7 separate regions of the Mus musculus genome follow, and all the other regions are linked to region 2. A link is a contact called in public ChIA-PET, HiChIP or PLAC-seq, Micro-C and promoter capture Hi-C data. All regions are on one chromosome and are shown on one strand. Each heading gives the region's core, a stretch centred on a gene start, on an enhancer-like site or on the middle of the called end of the contact. The rest is flanking DNA. Distances are from core to core; before and after follow the strand shown.

What was found. Promoter capture Hi-C pulls out the DNA fragments that hold promoters and counts their contacts. A called contact is a pair of places that touch in the nucleus more often than the background predicts. ChIA-PET counts read pairs in DNA pulled down with a chosen protein or histone mark. HiChIP or PLAC-seq counts read pairs in DNA pulled down with a chosen protein or histone mark.
Region 1: an H3K4me3 HiChIP or PLAC-seq map of embryonic stem cells shows a contact between it and region 2, with 8 times the contacts expected there. The contact joins the promoter of Tmco4 here to the promoter of Camk2n1 in region 2. A contact is called at or near these places in 8 of 39 promoter capture datasets (cranial neural crest, embryonic stem cells, hippocampal neurons and 3 more), 5 of 484 Hi-C or Micro-C datasets (CD4 T cells, embryonic stem cells, liver and 1 more), 9 of 115 datasets of contacts at active chromatin or transcription factors (T-cell acute lymphoblastic leukemia, embryonic stem cells, epiblast stem cells and 3 more) and 1 of 9 other capture datasets (embryonic stem cells).
Region 3: a contact with region 2 is called in a Micro-C map of embryonic stem cells, with 2.1 times the contacts expected there. The contact joins the promoter of Capzb here to the promoter of Camk2n1 in region 2. A contact is called at or near these places in 1 of 39 promoter capture datasets (cranial neural crest), 3 of 484 Hi-C or Micro-C datasets (all in embryonic stem cells) and 2 of 115 datasets of contacts at active chromatin or transcription factors (memory CD8 T cells and pancreatic cancer cells).
Region 4: a Micro-C map of embryonic stem cells shows a contact between it and region 2, with 2.2 times the contacts expected there. The contact joins the promoter of Htr6 here to the promoter of Camk2n1 in region 2. A contact is called at or near these places in 14 of 484 Hi-C or Micro-C datasets (B cells, the G1E-ER4 cell line, the N1E-115 cell line and 4 more), 8 of 115 datasets of contacts at active chromatin or transcription factors (craniofacial prominence, embryonic forebrain, embryonic stem cells and 2 more) and 1 of 9 other capture datasets (embryonic stem cells).
Region 5: an HNF4G HiChIP or PLAC-seq map of pancreatic cancer cells shows a contact between it and region 2. The contact joins the promoter of Slc66a1 here to the promoter of Camk2n1 in region 2. A contact is called at or near these places in 2 of 39 promoter capture datasets (cranial neural crest and neural stem cells) and 3 of 115 datasets of contacts at active chromatin or transcription factors (craniofacial prominence, embryonic midbrain and pancreatic cancer cells).
Region 6: a promoter capture Hi-C map of cranial neural crest shows a contact between it and region 2. The contact joins the promoter of Emc1 here to the promoter of Camk2n1 in region 2. A contact is called at or near these places in 2 of 39 promoter capture datasets (cranial neural crest and second pharyngeal arch cranial neural crest), 1 of 115 datasets of contacts at active chromatin or transcription factors (embryonic limb bud) and 1 of 9 other capture datasets (adipose tissue).
Region 7: a contact with region 2 is called in an RNA polymerase II ChIA-PET map of memory CD8 T cells, with 6 read pairs. The contact joins the promoter of Ubr4 here to the promoter of Camk2n1 in region 2. A contact is called at or near these places in 2 of 115 datasets of contacts at active chromatin or transcription factors (memory CD8 T cells and pancreatic cancer cells).

The regions. Positions count from the first base shown.
Region 1 is chr4:138,971,535-138,974,234 of GRCm38.p6, reverse strand. It overlaps Tmco4 (transmembrane and coiled-coil domains 4), which reads right to left and starts at 1,330. Exons shown (of 17, transcript NM_029857.3): 1 at 948-1,330.
Region 2 is chr4:138,453,871-138,456,570 of GRCm38.p6, reverse strand. It overlaps Camk2n1 (calcium/calmodulin-dependent protein kinase II inhibitor 1), which reads right to left and starts at 1,423. Exons shown (of 2, transcript NM_025451.2): 1 at 1,220-1,423. The coding sequence starts at 1,385.
Region 3 is chr4:139,191,587-139,194,286 of GRCm38.p6, reverse strand. Capzb (capping protein (actin filament) muscle Z-line, beta) reads right to left here and starts at 1,388. Exons shown (of 9, transcript NM_009798.4): 1 at 1,259-1,388. The coding sequence starts at 1,261.
Region 4 is chr4:139,074,232-139,076,931 of GRCm38.p6, reverse strand. Htr6 (5-hydroxytryptamine (serotonin) receptor 6) reads left to right here and starts at 1,362. Exons shown (of 4, transcript NM_001377096.1): 1 at 1,362-1,499; 2 at 1,603-2,700. The coding sequence starts at 2,171.
Region 5 is chr4:139,309,342-139,312,041 of GRCm38.p6, reverse strand. Slc66a1 (solute carrier family 66 member 1) reads left to right here and starts at 1,334. Exons shown (of 9, transcript NM_145384.3): 1 at 1,334-1,413. Akr7a5 (aldo-keto reductase family 7, member A5 (aflatoxin aldehyde reductase)) reads right to left here and starts at 1,298. Exons shown (of 7, transcript NM_025337.3): 1 at 966-1,298. The coding sequence starts at 1,287.
Region 6 is chr4:139,351,291-139,353,990 of GRCm38.p6, reverse strand. Emc1 (ER membrane protein complex subunit 1) reads right to left here and starts at 1,404. Exons shown (of 24, transcript NM_146157.4): 1 at 1,274-1,404. The coding sequence starts at 1,371. Mrto4 (mRNA turnover 4, ribosome maturation factor) reads left to right here and starts at 1,415. Exons shown (of 8, transcript NM_001290810.1): 1 at 1,415-1,722. The coding sequence starts at 1,695.
Region 7 is chr4:139,379,339-139,382,090 of GRCm38.p6, reverse strand. It overlaps Ubr4 (ubiquitin protein ligase E3 component n-recognin 4), which reads right to left and starts at 1,432. Exons shown (of 106, transcript NM_001160319.1): 1 at 1,229-1,432. The coding sequence starts at 1,404.

The DNA.
Region 1 (2,700 bases), core at 81-2,580, 520 kb before region 2:
GCTCAAGTTCCTTGAGGGCATCTTTTAAGTCCAGGGGAGTGGGAAACTGAGGCTGGAAGCAGCATCTTCGGTGATGCCCAGAGGTTCAGGCGGTTTGGTAGGGTTCTAACTAGGAGGATGGGGCCCTGGGTTCCTTCCTGACTTCTCAAACATACTGGGTAATTGGGGATTTTGGTGGCCTTGTCTTTCTGCCTAGCTGATTCACCCTGAGGAGTCTTCACTACTGTGTCTTCAGAGCCTACACGATGACACATAGTAGGTGCTCAATAAATATACCCCGTGAGTGGCGTCCTGGGAAGCCCTACAGGGGTGTGTTCCCTCCTACTTGAAGGCAGCAGTGGCCTCAGGATCAAACCTGCAGATTTAGCCAGCCCCAGCTTCTACTCTGGGTCACCCCTGGCAAGGACAAGGACATCATGGAGGCCAGTTTTGAACCTAACACTGGGTCAAACTCTGAAGTCAGCTCACCCTAGTTAACCTCTTTGCTCTGACTGCCTGGTCCTGGCCAAAATCATCCCATTGTTCCCAGACTCAGTTTTCCCGGATGTAAAAACCTGTAATGTGAAATGTCCCCTACTCTGTAAAAACCCGCAGCGGGGCGAGAAGCCACGCCCCCGTCACAGCAGGAAGGGGCCGGGCCTTTCCGGGACTCTAGGGCTTCCCAGGCCTCGGGGAACTGAGTCTGGAGACACAGAGGGTGGGAGTGGGTGCCTGGAGCTCCCAGTACGCAGGGGGCGTCCAGTGACCCTGCGTGACCTTGAGCAAGGTCCTTTCTTCCCTTCAAACCCAGCGACCGGTGCCCTGGGCTGTGCTGGCAGGCGGGGGCCGCTGGCATGCTCGTTGGCATCAGTTTCCCCTCCAGCTACTCAGGAGTCCCGAGAGCACTTCCGGGTTCGGAAGCGCAGTGGAGGCGGCGTGGGGACGATCGGGGCTCCCCGCGGGCTTACCTGGAGGCGGCAGCGACGGATGGGACGACGGCAGAACTTCTGGCAGCCCCGCAGCTCCCGCCCTGGCGCTCCCCGCCTGTTCTCTCCCTGGCCCAGCCGCCCCACACCGGCCCGGGCCGGTCCCGCCTGCGCAGCCCTAGGGCCCGGGCCTTCCGGGCTGGGCCGGGCGCACCGCCACCTAAGCCACCAAAGCCATCGCCCGGGTGCTGGCCTTGGGACGGGACCCGCACTTCTGTGTCTCCCGCTCCCCAGGAAGCGAGAGCGCGGGGCACAGGAGGGGTCTGCAGAGAGTGCTCACCAGGGGCTGGGCTGGCATGAGGGGAGTTCGAGCAGACACTTGAAGGGGAAGCTTCCAAATTTTGCCGCCACACTTGAAAAGAGCCTGTCCCAGAAGGTGCCTCCCCCTCCTGTGCACACTGCTCGGTGAAATTTGCAACACCCACGCCTTCTGATCGTTCTTTCACTTTCTCTAATGCTCGCCAGTCGTTGCACCCGTGGCTCTTCCGTCCCACGGGCCTCCGTTTTGGGGTTCCATTCCTGTTAGACTAGCCACCCACTCAGCTCTAGTCTTTGAACAAGTATTTGCTGAGCACCTACTACGTGCCAGCAAGGTTATGGATTAGCACACCAGGCCTTCGGGCCCATATTTTAATCGTAGTATTTAACACTGAAGTTGATTGTTTTCCTGTTTGCCAATTTATAATCTGGGTATCCCACACTAGAACTTAAAGACCCCAAGAATGGAAGGGGGGGTTGTCTCCCATGCCTCATCCTCCGCTCTCCTCATTTGGGAGCCGGCTCTTGGTTGCCCAGGCAACCTGTGAAATTTCATCACACCTAATCTACAGGTGAGGAAGTAGGTGGCCATCCTGGTCAGGGCTGGAATCTGAGTCACCATGACCTCTGACGTCGTTGCTCTTTCCCCTGGAGAAGATAGGCTGGAGTTGGAAATGGAAAAAGTTCTCGAGCGGACAGATGAGACGTGCGGCATTCCAGCAGGGAGCCTTATGACTCAGGATCCGACTGGAACGCTAGAGGGCCTCCATCACCTGATCTCTCTATCGGCCAATCAGGACCTAGAAGAGCTAGGAGGTTATTGTAGGTCAAAAAAGGACAGTTGTGGAGGGTTGAAGGATTCTAGCTGAGATTCTGGGCATCACTAAGTTGGGGAAATAACCATACCAAGGTGGCACGCTCCCCCCGCCCCCCGCAAATATCATGGAATTTTAAAAGATCCTATTGTTGTCTATGAGGAATGGAGGATTGGAGTGACCAGAGGCCACCGATTAAGAAGCGGTCCTGAGCTGAAGTAGCCAGCCTCAGCCTGAGCAACTAACTACCTTAGCCTTTCAGATGTGAGACAGCTGCCGTTTTTTTTTTTTTTTTAATTTCAGCATAAGTTGATTTTAGTAAGTTCTTGATATTAAAAAAAAATAAATGTAACTCTGAAAGTTAAAAAAAAACGGTCATTCTCTAATGGAAAACAGAATCACAATGGATAAAGAAAATCAATATGGAAAATAGTTTTAGAAAAGAAGACATACTCAAAACAAAGTGATCGCTTAGGTGGGGTTTGGGGACAGTAAAGACGCAGGGAGAACACTGCGAGTGACTCCTCTGCTTTTAGTCCATAGCCACATATCAATATTGATTTTTTAAAAAAATCTTGTCCAATGTATCAGTGTTAAGATTGGAAAGTAAGGCAAAGGTCACATGGATTTTTGCTGAGGACTCTGCACTATTTCTGAAACTC
Region 2 (2,700 bases), core at 174-2,673:
GTGAACAGCCCCATTGCCCTAGGCTCCCTTCCCTGCCTGGTTCTGAACTGCCCCACTGCCTAGCCCTCATCCTAGATGGATTCTAAGAAGGAGCAAGCCAGAGGGAGCCATCCCAGCTCGACTGCAACCCGATGCAACCCTTTACAAAGAAGTCTCCTAGGCTGATTCTTAAGGAGAGAAAGGGAAACTGAGGTCTTCAGATCACTGGTGGCGGTAGCCCAGGCCGGGTTCAAAGATGCCCGGAGCAGGAAGGAAAGCTGGGGTAGGTTCCCACGCCGATCAGCGGCTGCAAAGTTTAGGCCTGGCCTGAACGGGTGTCCCCCTCCCGTTCTCCCTTCCCCGTTCCCCGGTCTGTAGCCTCCGCCCCTCCGCTCTCTGTGCCACCGCAAAGGGCAGAACCTCCCTTCGCTGCCGCCTGGGGCTTTACCTTCAGTTGCCTCTTCCGCCTGCCTCACTGCCTCCACTGGCCTCTCTCAGTCCCTCCACCGGTCCCTGTACTGGATGATCAGATCACCTGTCCAGAACTCTGGGTCTCTACCCGTAGGTCTCCTTGTCTGTCACCCTCATTGTTCCAGCACTTCAGCGTCCTCCCTAGACTTGAGTCCCAGGCTCCCTTACAGCTCCCTCGCTTTAGCTCTCAGCCCACCTCGGTCTCCCGACCATCTCCCCACTTCACCTCGCCACCCCAGTCTTTTCCGGCAGCACCCTGAGTCTCGGTTTCCCTGGGGCTTCTCCAACTCCAATATCTCAGGCTAGACCACCCTTCTCCCCTCTGCCAAGTAACAGTGAAAAGCCAGTGCGACCTGAATGCTCCTCGCCCTTCCCCGCGGGAGTTAAGGTCCTTCCCCTGCAGCGCCCCACGCAGACCCCTAAGAAGCTCCAGGACCCCTTACCCCAGGGTGGCCGAGCAGAGAGAGTGCAGATGCGACTCCACTGCGCAAAAAGGGGGAGGGGTGTGAAACCTAAAAGCAAACTTTGGTGCGGTTGAGGACGCGGGTATAACCTTTGGGCCTCGGCAGCAAGTAGAGGCTACCACGCCCCCGGGTGACCCCGCTGGTGGCCCGGACAAGCGGGGACTCTTGCCCGAGGCCTGATCCAGCTTCCGCCGCAGGAGGGATCCCTAGATCTCGCAGATGGTCCTCCTACTACCGCGGGGACCCCTGAGCCCCAGCCAGGCTGCAGCACCAGCACCGCAGGGGGTAAGGGGCGGGGAACTCACCGCGCTTGCTCCGGCCGATCTGGCCCAGCTTGGGAGGCCGCTTGCTCTGCCCAGCCCCGAAGAAGTTGTTGGTGTCCTGCAGGCGGCACGAGAAGATCTGGCCCACGTCGCCGCCGTCGCCGTAGGGGCTCAGCTTCTCGTCGCCGTAGGGCAGCACCTCCGACATGGTCGCGTCCGGGGGCTCCGAGGCGGCACCTCCTCCGCCCGCGTCCCCGCCCGCGGAGGACAGGGTCAGCGGCGCTGGGGCCGGGGATGGCCGGCCGGGGACGGCCCTCGGGGCTGCCGCGGCGCTGGGGCCGGCGAGAGGCCGGGGAGGGACACCGCTTGGGGCAGGAGCGCGCAGCCCGCGCGAGCGACCCAACGAGCGCCCGCAGCTGAGCTGCGCTGCGCTCGGGCTCCGCGCGCGAGTGGCTGCTGCTCCGGCAGCGGCGGGCAGGACTCACATCCTCGGCGCTCTCGGGCGCGGGGCGGGGGCCGAGCCGGGCGGGGCCGCGACGCGCGGGGAGGAGGGTGTCCCTGCGAGCCCGGAGGGCGCGGGACCGAGGTGGGCGCACCCCGGGGAGCGCGCGGGCCAGTCCTGCCGCGGATGCGGGCGGCGGCAGCGGCGGCGACTCGGGGACTGTGAAGCAGCGAGCGGCCGAGGGGGAGGGGAGCAAAAAGGAGGGAGGGCAGGGGGAGGAAACCCGGAGGGAGGGAGGGAGGGAGGGAAGAAACCGAGAGGGCGACGGGGAGAAAAACAGAAAGACAGAAGAAGGCAAGGGGAGCGGCGGGAGGAGGGAGGGTGAGGAAGGAGGGAGAAAAAGAAAAGGGGGGAGACTAGATTTGGATCGGAGAGGCAGAGCGGAGAAGCGAAAGAGGGAAAAATAGAGGGTCGGAGAAGGAAGGAGGAGAGAGGGGGGACAGAGGGAGGCAGGGACGAAGGAGCAGCCTGCGAGCTGCTAGGGAGAATGCCAGCCCAGGCTGAAAGCGAGGCGCCAGAGGAGGGAGGGAGGAGGGGACCCGTGGGCCTCGGGGAGAGATCCCTGGAAGCTAAGCGACGTCACGGGGCCGCGCCGGACCGCGGCTGGCTTCCTGCCCCCGCCCCCGTTCCCTCCGTCCCGCCTGCGCTGAGGGGCCCCGGTGCGCCCCGCCCCGCCCCGCCCCGCCCCGCACGGCCCGCGCCCCTCCCGCGCGGTGTTTACCCGACCCGGAGCCTGTGCGCGCCGGCTCGGCTGGCTGTGACTCCCGAGGGGAACCCGAAGCAGTGGGAGGGGAGGGGACCGAGGACGCACCGGCCGGGAAGGACGCGGATGCTGACCTCCCTGGAGGCCAGTTACAGAGGTCAAGGATCGGAGCGTACTGGGCCACCCGCGGGCACTCCTCTCCCTTCCCCCACCACACTTGTGCCCCACTTAGACCCTGCCGGGCATTCCTCTATCCCCGTGCCCACTGGATCTGCCAGGAAGGCCTTTTTCTCACTTCTTGTCCCTCTGTGCGGGGGC
Region 3 (2,700 bases), core at 139-2,638, 740 kb before region 2:
CTTCATTACCAAAACAAACACCATGAGTGGAGTCCGGGAGCTCTCCGGCCTGTGAGTTTCTGCTCACCTGCTCCGAGGCACCTCCATAATCAGCAGTCCCAACTCTAACAAGCTGACAGTTCAGGGGGAAAGGAAGGCTGCGCCTGCTAGGATGCATCGTGTCCAGGCCGTAGGTTGGGCTGCTGAGCTCCGTGTCCCCCTAGCCCCAGGGCTGCGGCCTCACAAGAGCAATTGTGAGTTCACCCCTGTCCAGTTGGCTTACCAACCCGTCAGCACTCTGCTCCCCACTCAGGCAGGGCACCCCTCAAGACGCGCTCTATTAGCCGCACTACCACTAGGCCCTCCCAAGGGAAATGCCCTGTTCTGCCTTCCGGGCATACAGATGCCGCCCTTCTCTCCCTCGCTCGCCTGCTCACTCACACCGAAGCGGCCTCCCCAGAAAGGGGCAAACCTAGGAAAGGCTCAGTACCCAGACCACCCCCACCCTGGCTGGGGCTCTCCCCCGCTCGCCAGAGGCTGCCCAGAAAGAGCCTCCTAGGAACAGGAGAGGGGACACCTGGGTCAGGAGCAGGACACGGAACAAGCAGGGTCTAGATGGGAGGGTGAGAGCAGCGAAGGGCTGACGCAGGCTAGGCTAAGTCGTGAGAAGTCGGGGGAAGGGGACGGCTAGGGCCGGGGACAGGGAGGTGCAGGGAGGGGGGGAACACAGCTGGAGTAGAGAGGCCACACTTGAGGACCGACCGCAGAGAGAAGATTCCATGACGGTGAAGGAAACAAACCTAGGCAGAGTTCACTGGAAAGGGCTTATCGGGGTGCAGACTGGGGCCATGGAGAGGAGAAGAGTTTGGGGGAAGGGGACCTAGACTGGACCACTGGAGCGAGAACCACGGTCCTAGCCTGGGCCCTGGGGCCGAGGCAGGAGCCCAAGTACAGCCCATGGGATGAAGGCCTGCGAGAGGGGTGCCCGGCCTGGCCCCTGAAGGAAGGAAGGTCTAGCCTGGGATAGGCGAGACTAGCCTGGACTTGCAGGGAGAAGAACTGGGCTCCACATGGAGCCCAGGGCGGGGTCATAGGCTATCAGGGCCTCCCGCCGCCCACTCCGGACCCGAAGAGTGGCGTCTGCCTAGGGTCCGGGACCCCGCCCCTCCCCCACCCCGGATCCCCACCCTTCCCGGGCCGGGCGGGTCGGCGAAGGAGTGGACGCGAGCTCCGGCGGTGAGAGGGGTCCCGGGATGGAGCCGTGAAGGGGTCCCTTTACCATGGTGGCGGCGGCGGCGACGGTCCCTGTCCCGGCGTCTGTGGCTCTCCCCCCCGCAGCAGGGCCCTGCGCTTCCACTTCCCCGGGTGCCCAAGAGTGAACATCCGGGTCAGCGCCCCCCTCCCCCCCCCACCCCCCCGCGCCGGGCAGCCACCACCTTCCTTCCCCGCCCCGGCCAGCCCGACCCGCCCCCCAGCCGCCAGCTCCCGACCAATGAGAGCGCGGGGCCGCAGCGATCGCCAAGTATGGAGCGCCGCGCGGGGGGCGGGGACGGGGGCAGGCCCTGTGGTCGAGTGGGCGTGTCCTGTCTCAGGAGGGGCGGGCCAGGCGCAACGCTCCTGCGCGGCCAGGGCTGTGGCGTTCCGGAGGGACTGGGTCTACTTGCGTCCCTCCTCTGACTGTCAGCCTCGCTTCTCGCAGCTGCAGGACGCGGGCTAGCTGAGGGTGGAGCGGTTCACTGGTTCCCCTGGGCGGAGGATGCGGAAGGCGCCGAAACTAGGAGGGGACCGGCCCTCCGCAACCCACCCGGACCCGGAACTGGTGCGCCGGACGAGGCCCGGCCCCTACAGAGCGAGCGGAACCTGCATGGGGAAGCCGGCTCTGCCGCCCCTGTTGCTGAACACCTGCTATCAGGACCAGGCGGGCAGCTTTTAGGTACCAAAAGATGACAAGTGAATAAGCCATAAGGATCCCTGCCTGCACTTCATAGCTACCAGAGTAGTTGTGGGAAAGACCCGGGTAAGAAGACTAGAACATTTGGGTTCAATAAATGCTGTTTCATATACTTTTTTACATTATGTACAGAGAATCAGCCCGTTTCCCTAAATGAGTATCTCTCTCGAATCATATAGTGACTCAGAAATCCCTCTTTGTTTTCAGGTCTGAAGATTGAACGTAGAGCCTCAGGCAGGCTAGGCTAAGCTCTTCCACTTAACTGCAGCCCCAACCAGAAATTTGCTGTTCAAAAGAGTGAATTTTGTTTTGTTATCTAGAACTCAGGAGCCCTAGAATTGCACGTTTTGTTTATAACAACCCCCTACACGGCTTGCTCACCCTCCGTTTAGAGTCATATCAGGTCCTGAGAAGAGATCAGAAAACATCTGAGGGGAAACTGTGCCCTAGGCCTCTGAGCTTATAGTCAAGTGAAAGCTTGCAGGGACAGCCACCAGCAAAGAAAGCGTCCAGGTAAGTCTCTCAAGAATGACATAGACCAATATTACAGGAGTTCAGAGAAGGGAGTGGCACTTAGAAGGTCATTACACCGGAAGTATTTATCATGTAGCTATTGGCCAAGCACTGTGTAGGAAGCAGGCTGGAGAAATTACAGCTTTGAGCAAAATAGCCCATGATGGCATATGGCTTGTGGGTAAGATTTCACCTCCAGGAATAGAGCCTCTTACAGCCTGGGTAAGTACCCCTGTCCTGAGTTAAGGCCCCTTCAA
Region 4 (2,700 bases), core at 113-2,612, 620 kb before region 2:
GACACCCCGTGAGTCAGACACGGAATTCTGCTAACTGTGGCTGGAGAGAAAAGAAGGCCAAGGGATCAGCCGCCACCGGCCCTGAATGCGCAGAACCTACTGAGCATCAGAGCTGGGATCGCAAGTGGGTCTCTGACGCTCCATCCAGGGGTGACCTTCTGTTTCCTCAGGCCTCACAGTGTGGAGTGAAAGACAGGGTCCGTCTTTTGGGTGCTGCGGCTGACTTCACCCACCTTTGGGTGTGAGTGGATACCGTTGATCTGCGGATTTGGACACCGGGCATCTTAAGCACCTTCTGCCTTGAGCACCTGGCGGAACTCGGTTCCACCAGATCCTTGGTTGCCTGGTGCTGGAGACCTCGGTAGAGGCTCTTGACCTCTCTGAGCCTCAGCGTAACACCTTCTTCCTGGTATTTATATTTCTGGCATGTATATTCTGGCTTTATAGTTGGGGGTAGGAATCTGGGTAGAGATATTCCAGGACAAACCAAGGCCATGAACGCAGTGGGCTCTTCTAAGTGGGAGGTATTTCCATTTCAAAAAAGATACGTGTCAGGTTCTCTTCACACTGCTGTACATTTTCTCTCCTCCTCCTCCTTTCCCTCCTCCCCTCCCTCTTCTTCCTCCCCCCTTTCCTATAGAAATGACCACTTTACGTTTCCTTTGCCCATTTCTTGTCCATTTCCTTCCACTAGAATGGAAGTTCACAGATGGGAAGCGTCATCTAATGTCGTGGTGTCCAGATAGATGGTCCAGAGCAGTACCTGGTACCTACAAGGTGTGAAGAAAACTTGGTCATCACTAGGAGGCGCTAGGCCCTACCCCTGTTTGCAGTGACTACCCTTCCAATGGCTTGGAGATTCCCAAATCCCTCACACTGAGACTTGGAGCGCCAACAGGTCAGGGAGGGGGACCTTCACCAAAATCACTCAGTGTTGTTAGAGAACTGGCAGGGTTGATCCAAAGGTGAAGTGTGGTAGAAATTATTTACCCATTGTATAGATCCAGCAGCTGAGGCTCAGAGGGATCTCAAAGGACTTGCTCGGTATTTCCCAGCTGACTTCTCTTGAAAGCTCGGTGATTCTTACAGTGAGTGGCTCGACCCCCATTGGGGAGCAGTCTCCGGGTACATACAGGTCACGTCCCCCTTCCTTGACTTCTGCCTGCGCCATCACCACATGTGGGCAGGGGAGCCACAGGCGAAGGTGTGGGGGCTGCGGGCGCCCGGGAGCGCTTGGAGCATCCTTCTCCAGGCCTAGGGTACCACAACCCCGCTCGCCAGCTAAGAGGGGCTCGACTCTGCCCGCCCACCGCGGGGCGGGGCGGGGCGCACGCTCGGAGCCTCCGGGACCGCGCGTGGCTGAAGCGTCGCGGGCTCCTGCGCACCATCTCCCCGGCTCGGGAGCCCTATGCCCGCCGCGCCACCAGCCGCTGCCTGTAGTCTCCAGCCCCGCGGCGCTTGCCGCAGTCGCCGGCAGCGGATCACCCGCGAGCGCCCAGGTAGGGAGCGCGGGCGGGAGGCGGCCAGGCGAGCCGGCGCGGCCGGGAGGGCGGAGCGCCGCGCCGCGCTGCGCTCCTCTGCCAGCCCTCTCTCCCCCACCAGGTCTGGCCCGGCCCGGTCCGCGGCCTCCGGTACCCGGGATCCTTCAGTGCCTAGGGGAGAAAGGAGACCTGCTTTCCGCCGCCGAGCTGCGCTCCTGTTCTTGGGCCACCCCATTGCGACCCCCACGCGCGACAGCTCGTGATCAAGCGTACTCACACGCCCACCCTCCTCAGAGAGACTGCCCCGACCGGAAGGCGGGAGTTCGCCTCCTGCTCCCACCTCCCCAGCCGTGCCTCTGGCCAGGAGCCCCACCCCCATCCTTAGGCATCCCCGGTGGCTCTATTCCATTCCAGGGCTCTCATCCAGCCCCAGCCCAACTTTCATGGACTCGGCGCATCGGTACCCCTCCCCAAACTTCTTACCCGAGTACTCCAGGTGGCCCCGCCATAGGAGGCGCCCCTACAATCTCTCCCCGACCTCTTGTAATGGTTGCTCGGTGACCTAAGAACCCTGTTTTGCCACCTACTCCTCTGAGGTGCAGTTTTTACCCATCTTGCTTTCTCTTCCTTTGGCTTCACCCTGTATCCGCATTCACCATATCCTGTCCTGGTCCTCAACCCTAGTCCCCATGGTTCCAGAGCCCGGCCCTGTCAACAGTAGCACCCCAGCCTGGGGCCCCGGGCCACCGCCAGCCCCAGGGGGCAGCGGCTGGGTGGCCGCTGCGCTGTGCGTGGTCATCGTGCTGACGGCAGCCGCCAATTCGCTGCTGATCGCGCTCATCTGCACGCAGCCCGCGCTGCGCAACACGTCTAACTTCTTCCTGGTGTCGCTCTTCACGTCGGACCTGATGGTGGGATTGGTGGTGATGCCCCCAGCCATGCTGAACGCGCTGTATGGGCGCTGGGTGCTAGCTCGCGGCCTCTGTCTGCTTTGGACCGCCTTCGACGTGATGTGCTGCAGCGCCTCCATTCTCAACCTCTGCCTCATCAGCCTGGACCGCTACCTGCTCATCCTCTCGCCGCTGCGCTACAAGCTGCGCATGACAGCCCCGCGTGCCCTGGCGCTCATCCTGGGTGCCTGGAGCCTCGCCGCGCTGGCCTCCTTCCTGCCCCTCTTGCTGGGCTGGCATGAACTGGGCAAAGCTCGAACATCTGCCCC
Region 5 (2,700 bases), core at 85-2,584, 860 kb before region 2:
AGAACCTCAGAACAGGTAAAAGTGAGGCCTCTTTACGTATCAGGCACCCTCCTGAGACTCCAATAGCTTCAAGCAAATGAAGGGCGGTTCCCCTCCCCTTCCAACGCGGGACACGCGTCACTGATCACACACGTACTTTGCAACTCTCAAACTCCATATTCCAATAGCTAGGATTGCAGTCTCCGGTGCACCCTACTTACACTGTAGGGCCCATCCCCAGTTCTCTATGGGCTCTGCCTACTGCTCTTCCCGACAAGCTACTCTTTCCTGCACTCCTCAGCAATCGCGGCTACAGTCTTCCTCGTTGGACCTTTAACTCTCCGTGGAGAAATCACTTCTCCCACGGTAGCCTACAGAGCTACAGAGTTTGCCATTGTAAGACCTGGCACAGAGAATGGGCACAAAGGCCGAAATGCCCTCTCCCGACGCCACCTTTCCGCCCCTGCCCCCAGCTGGGCCCTAGGCATTGTTGCCACAGGTCTCCTTGAGATCCACAGGTGCTGTCGACTGCACGGGACAAAGTCTAGTCCGGACAAAAGACCGGAATGATAAGCATTCTCCAGGAGCGCAGAGGTGGTGAGGGCAAGAGGGGTAGGCACGAACAAAAAGCCTGGTGGGGATGGGGGGCGTGTCGGGGGTGGGGGGGCGGCTATGGACAACGGTTGGCCGGGAGGCAGGGATTGCGGTAGGAAGCAAAGCGCCCAGAGTAGGCTAAACATTAGCGTAGGAAGCTTCCTCGCACCCGCCTCGGTAGCTGCAACTAGAAGTTTCTAAGGAGAGGCGGGACAAAGTTCAGTTCACTAGTTCAGGACTCCAGTTGCCTTGGGAGCTTGGGGTAGACCCAGCTGTGGATCCGGAGCTTCCGAAGCTCCTGGATGCAGATCCTGGCTGGTGCACGCCGGTTGCGGGCACCGGCTCAGCTCTACTCGGTGCGGGGGGCGGGGGAGGCCGGGTGCAGCGGTTACCTGTGCAGTCGCCGCTGCCCAGCCCGAGCCCCAGGCCGCCCAGGATGTTCTCGGACTGGCCGTCGCAGTACATGAAGGCCGTGTCCAGCTCGCTGTGGCCGCGCTCCAGGAAGGCGCGGACCGAAGCGGCGCTAGCACTCGCATCCATGCGACGCCCCATCTCCATGGTGCCCAGCACCGTAGCGGGCCGGAGAGGGGCGCCAGAGGCGGCGCGGGGTGGCGGAGGCCGGGACATGGCGAGAGGACGCCCGACCGAAGTCCCGGAGCGCTGCGCGGAGCGAACAGCAGCGCGGCCCACGGCTCTGGACGCTGCACGCAGCATGGAGACTGCGCCTGCGCACTCGAAGCTTCAGGCTCCGCCCACGGCGGGGGGCGGGACTTCGCGGAGGTCAGCTGATCCCGGCGGGCTCGGATCCTGAAGCTGACACCGGCTGTGGATCTTGAACTGGTGAGGATGAAGGGGGCTGGCGGCTGTCCCGGGCTGGGGGGTCGGGACTCCAGACGCGCCCAGCTAAGTCTTTTCTACACCCTCCTCCAGCTCTGCACGGTCCCCGGCGCTGGTCCCCTCCTGGGGAGCGGGATCGTGGGTCTCTGCCCAACCTGGCCAGGGATCCGGGACGGCCCCACTTCTTACCTGCAGGTCCTTGCCTTCCGGCCTCTCGGCTTCCCTGGACTGGGCGGCCTTGTTTTCCCTGCTCTGGGTGGGGGCCTCGCGGCGCTTGCCCCAGCCGCTGCCCTATCATTATCCCTCCGAACCCGCAGAGTCACCGGAAGGAGTTAGAGCCTTGGTTTGGAGGCCAGGAATGGGTAGGATCCCGGAGCCATTGCGCTCCCCTGACACATTCTCCGTAGCTCTGCAGGTAGGGAACCCAGAATGTCCCATTCCTCGCCAAGCTCACCGCAGGATTCCACAGAGGGCTGGTTAGAAATGTGAGGTAAAGGCAGGCGGATATCTGAGTTCGAGGCTACCCTGGTCTACAGAGCTAATTTCAAGGCAGCCAGGGGCTACACAGAGAAACCCTGTCTCAAACTGCTCCCGTTCCCACCTGCCCAAAAAAGAAAGAAAGAAGTGTGTAGTTTCAGGTTCACTTCGTGTGTACTCCATGCTACAATGTGGTCCAGGGGGCTACAGCAAGAACAGAATATTACTGTTGACTGTGCCAGATAGGCTTTGGTGGGAAGCACCTTCCTGGCTTTGCTTGGAATTGGGGAAGAGCTGGATGTGGCAGGAGATACTGTCTCCTGGCCAGCCTTTACGGACATGAGCCGCGAAAGCCAATCCCCTAGTGGGGAATGTATGTAGCTCAGTGGTAGAGCACTTGACTAGCGTGGGATATGGAGGTTTGGCCTGGGTTTTATTGTAGTCTGCATGCAGTTTAGGAGGTAAGTAAGTGCCTTTTAGGATTTCCTTCATTGTATACATCAGAATGCTGAAACTCCAACACTTGCCCAGAGCGACATCTCAGCCCTGGGCCCGCTCAATTTACAAGTTTCCTTGCATACGCTTCCCGCTCCCGCCTCCCCTCTTTTTTCTTGTTCTGTTTCTTTCCTCCTTTTTTTTTTTTCTCTTCATCATGCTTCCTTCCCTCTCCCTCTCCCTCTCCTTTACATTTTCCGAGCCTTTTGTTGTACAGCTGGTGCATCCAGACCCACGAGACTGGGAAGGATACAGACAGGGGAGAGGGGAGAGAGACTTGCTTGAAGAACACTGGTTAACAGGGACAGTGTTGCCTCT
Region 6 (2,700 bases), core at 155-2,654, 900 kb before region 2:
CATATACATGGGAGACAATACCAGTCTGCCAGCTAAATGTAACACCTACCTACTCAGGCAACACCCCAGAGTCCTCGGCCTAATTAATTTTTAGCGGCAACAGACTTCCAGGGGCACGGCTTGCACACTGTTGCAATGGGGAAATGCTGCTGTCTGAGGCACACTGATTGAGCCTGGCATTTAGATGACATCTCTCATTTAGACCACTGTGTTATTTAGCCTAGTTTGTTTTAAAGGAGCTTCTGGGGTTTGATTTTTTTTTTTTGGTTTTTCGAGACAGGGTTTCTCTGTGTGTAGCCCTGGCTGTCCTGGCACTCACTTTGTAGACCAAGCTGGCCTCGAACTCAGAAATCCACCTGCCTCTGCCTCCCGAGTGCTGGGATTAAAGGCGTGCGCCACCACGCCCGGCTTTGGGGTTTGGTTTTGTTTTAAGATTTATTTATTTATTTTATGTATGTGAGTACACTGTCACTGTCTTCAGACACACCAGAAAAGGGCATCAGATCCCATTACAGATGGCTGTGAGCCACCAAAGTCCAGATAGGCTAATGATTGTTGGGACCAGGACCCAAAATGAACACCTTTAAAAAAAATACATATGTATGTGTGTGTGTGTGTGTGTGTGTTAGTTGTCTGTCAATTTCCCCAGAAGCATACAACTGATAAGTAGCCAAATGCTTATTCAATCTGAAATAAGCACAGTCAGAAGGAAGGGGTGAGCGAACGAATGTCAGTTTGGAGAGGGAGAGGCCACACTGCACCCAGAGAGTCCCTCAGAGGAAAAGGCTCACTTTAGAACTTGTGAGACAAGTGGACTAAGTGACACCAGCTAGTTTCAGGCTTAAAGTTCACTGGGGCTAGTGACCTGGGACCCAGAAGATCACAAACCTGACAGCCACAAAATCGGACATGACAGGAAAGGAGGGAACTAGTGACCTCTGACCAAAACCCTTAAAGCCTGCCTTCACTGCGGAGCAATCTGCACCGTCACACACAGGGCGGCTTAAAGAGCTCCCTCCATGCTTAACATAAAGCTCTTGGGTTGACATCTTACGACTCTTCATATCTGAAGAGGAGACTCTCACATTGTCATTCTGCACAGGGTGCAGCATTCATTCATTCATTCACTTCTCCCTGAAAGCACCCTCCCGCACCCCCGTTAAGTTATAGTCTGGGTTCGGCTCCATAGCAAATCTCCTTCAGATTAGCAGGAGGGAGACAGATGCTGAGGAAGCAAACACCGACGTCCTGGAGAAGCGTCACCTGTACGCACCAGTCAAACTTGCCCACTTGGTCTTCGTAGACCGCGGCCGCAGGGACGAGCAGCACAGCAGCCCAGATCCAGAACCCAGACGCCACCGCGACCGCCATGATTGAAGCCCAAGCACCGCCTGCCGCCAGCCCGGCATGCACCGGGCCTCAAGCCCCTCCCTCCGCAGAGCCATAGAGAGGAACCGGTTCGCGAGGGACTTGGTGGAGTGCTCGGGACTCGGAAGCCGCCGGGACTGGAGGGACCCGGGACCTGGGCAGAGAAGTGGCCTTCAGGACACTGGGCGGAGCGCAGGCGGGGAAGAGAGGGCTCGCCACAGTTCAGGCACACGCGAGGGGCAGCCCCGAGCGCCGTCCCATAAGCCCCCGCGGCAGCCGGGTCCTAACCGGCCGCCCAGTCTTCCGCCGCACGTGCCTTTGCCGCGATGCCCAAATCCAAGCGAGACAAGAAAGGTAGGTTCGGGGGGCCTGCGTCAAGGGGGCGAGGGGGACGCGGGTGAGACGCCGGGGCCTCTCCGAGAGGCTCGGCCGGCCGAGATAGCGAGAGAGCTGGAAACTGGTCCGGGCCGACAGCAGTCGCATAGCCCAGGCTCTCCTCGAACTTGCCAACCAGGATAGTCTTACACAACTAACCTTGCTGCTTCTACCTCCCGATTGCTGGAATTACAGGCAGCATCACTAAACCAAGTACGCTCTTGTTAGGCAAACACTACCCACATAGCACTGGTCTACATCCCCTGGCATGTGCGAGCGACCGTGTGTGTTTGAGAGAGGATCTTGACGATGTAGCTCAGATTTGCTTAGGACGGTCTCATTATCTCAAGAAAATAGGGGTTTTACAGTTTCGACTACTGCATGTTTTGTTTGTCTATTTATTGCTGGGGCCTTGAACTCTTCCAACTGTCTGCCTTGGCCCCAAATACTAGGATTCCATACTGAGCCACTACATCAAGCTAGCGGGCTGGCGCTTTTGTGGGTGTTAGAAGACAAGACAGTTGAACAAAAAGGGTCCGGCTTCATCAGACTCACCACCTTAGTTAGGGGTGTGTGTCTGTCTGTCTGTCTCCTATACCCCTGTCAAGTCAGTATAATGTGTCAGGTAGTCCAAGTGGAGTATGGAGCAGGTGGGAGTGATAGTGTTTTGCATAATGTTGTCAGGAAAACTCTCAGCGGTTAGAGAAGGTCGTTTGGAATAGAGGGAACACAAAATGAAAGGGGTCTGTGGTGTGATTAACATATTGTGGGACAGCCAGTGTGGCCATAGTGAACAAAGTGGGCTTAGAGGAAAAGACCCAGCCTTTGGTGTGGCTTTGCTTTGAAAGGGTCCCTTGATAGCACAGAGAATATGAAGGCAGCAAGGCCAGCAACCACCTGCAGCATGCTAAGTCGCACCAGAATCCTAGCGGTGGAGAGTCCGGGAATGACTGGCTG
Region 7 (2,752 bases), core at 183-2,682, 930 kb before region 2:
GTCACTGCTGCCCCTAACTCCATCTCTAGGGGATCTGAAGCCTTGTTCCTGCCTCCTGGGGCATCCGAATACACAGACACACATACACGTGGATTTTTTTTAAAAAAAAGGAGGAAAAGAAGGTAAAATAAAAAGATGCTAGATAATTTGAGACTTTCTGATACTTGTTTTCATCTTCAAAACAACCTTGGGCATAATTAAGCAAGAAAATCTATTTGTTAGAACTTAAATTATCAAACCCAGACACTATTTTATTATAAATTGTTAAAGATCATTCATCCAAAACATCACAGGCAGTGACAGTTGTTGTGATAAATAATAATGCCAAACCACAGCAATTTCCAAATAACACAACTTTCCAAATAACCTTTAGACATATCCTGCTGACCAGCAAGGTAAAATGACCCGCTTAGCAATTTCAGAGAGTTACTGGGGCAAGTAAACTTGGTTTGGCTAGGAAAACGAAAGTGAGAAAACAGGCTTTAAAAGCATGAGTCTTCTATTAAACTCATTTGCTCTGAGCCCCGTAGTCAGGAAAAGGTAGACACAGAGATCACCACATTCCCATGAAGAAATACGACTCTTGCAATCTAACAATCTGTATACAAAGGTATGAACACATTAACAGCAAGCCAAGGAACAGTCCCGTAAATAAGAGTCTGTAAAGCATTTTATTGAGAAAGAGAAGGACTCCGATCTCGGATATACGCAATTACAGTGCAAAGTAAAACCGAAGTATTCAGTGGTAACTAGTGGCTTCAGTCACAGAAACAGCACGTGCCCCCAGTTATCATAGCACCAAAGAAAGACCGTTATTAAACTATGTGGTAGCTCTCCAAAGTAAACCTCCGGTTCTGGTGACAGGGAGAAATGCAAACTCATCCACGCCCTGACCTTAACGCGACTGAGGTGGATGGGGAGGGGGGGGGCCGGGGGCAGCGGGCCGGGTGACACTGGCCCAGCAGCACCGTGCATCTCAATAGCCAGTTCTCAAATGCGTCCGGCCACGCCCTCCAGCCAGAGCAACCATAAAAGTTTTGCTCCGGAGGGTAAATCAAGTCAGGGATGGTTCACGCCAGAGCTGGGTGGAAACCAGAGGCGCTCTCGTTCCCAGCGCCCGGGAGTCCCGAAGGCATGCGTGGGGTGGATTCCCTGACAGAGTGGACTCACGAACCGGCCCGTCCTCCCCTCCCCCCCCACCCCGCCCGCCGGCGCCGCCGCCCGGTACCTCTCGATGACTGAGGCCACCAGCTGCGGCAACTCCTTCATCTCGAAGGCGGAGTAGGACGCGGACAGGAGGGGCCGCACCGCCACCTCCCAGCCCGGGGTCGTGTCCTGCCCGGTCGCCGGGGCTCCGGGCGCTGGAGCTGCTGCCGCCGCCTCTTCGCCGCCGCTCGTCGCCATCTTTCGTCGTACTACTGCGGCTCCCTCCGGGGGCTTGCCACCGGCCCAGCGCCGCCTCCCGGGAGGGGGCGGAAGTGACGCAATCGTGCGCGTCAGACAGCGCGCCGCGGGTCGCCCAACAAAAACGCAAAGACCTGGACGGCCTCTGACTTCTGCGGGCTTAACCCAGGGTAGTGCGCCTGCGCACGATTGAAAATGCCAGAGGAGGGCTAGGAGCAATGCCCTCTGCGCGTGCGCCATGGCGGCGAGCAACCCTGCGCATGCTCGCGGGAAGCAGTAACTACCGCGCGTGCGCGGGCCCCGCAATAAGCGGCAATATGGTTCCCCAACCTCCTGGAAATGTAAGTTTGTGACTTGGATTCGGAAGAGATGTCTGAACGGCGCCATCCTAGGACAGACAGGGGGGAGAGGAGGCCACAACCTGCTCAGTGTTAGTCACTTCCTCTGCCCAGTGTACCGCATGAGCAGCCAGCCATTCTAGCGCTTACCACTTGGCAAACTTTCTGCGCACACCTTCGCTTAGTAATGATTTTCTTCATGAATTCCTATTTCGCAGCCACTTCTTTATATATTTAGAATTCCTTCGATAATAATCTAGAGAGAACGTTAAGCTTTTTTGAAATTTGGTCCCTATAGGCCAAATTGTCTGCGAACCTTCCTCCCTCAGACCCCAGAGGGTAAGCATTAGTAGCCATCGCAGCAGTCTTTCAGGGGCCCCTATTTGGGTTGACTGTTGATTTCAGCAATCCTTCTATCTTCACCTCCAGTGGAATTACAGGTGTGGGTGTCCACACCTGTTTATAGTTCTGTCGGGAAGGGGGAGGATGGTCTTATTTTATTCGGGCGTTTCCACTGTAGCTCAGGCTGACATGGAACACTAACACAATCCTCTTGCCTCAGCCTCTCAAAGTGCCAAGATCATCACCACGTCTGGCCATCAGCAGTAATAACAAGTCTCATATTTCTGGCTTTGGGGTGTCAAGGCACTCGGAATAAACATCTTCCTTTTCAAATACATAATTTAGTAGTGGAGGTTCTTGGGATAACATCTATGTTGTAAATTTAGACTGAGGAGCTCAAGAGATAACTTGACAGTTCCATTCTCACCACCCAGGTCTAGCTGTTATGGTTGTAACTCCAGTTCCAGGAGATCTGCTGTCTTCTTCTGGACTCTATAGAAACCTCCATTCCCAGGTGCACACACCCTCCACACATATACACACATGTATGGTGTGTGTGTATATATATATATATATATATATATATATGCGCGCACATAAATCTATTTAAAGTGTTTGGTATGCCATCACTGGGGAGGCAGAGAATTACCACAAACTCAAGACCAGTC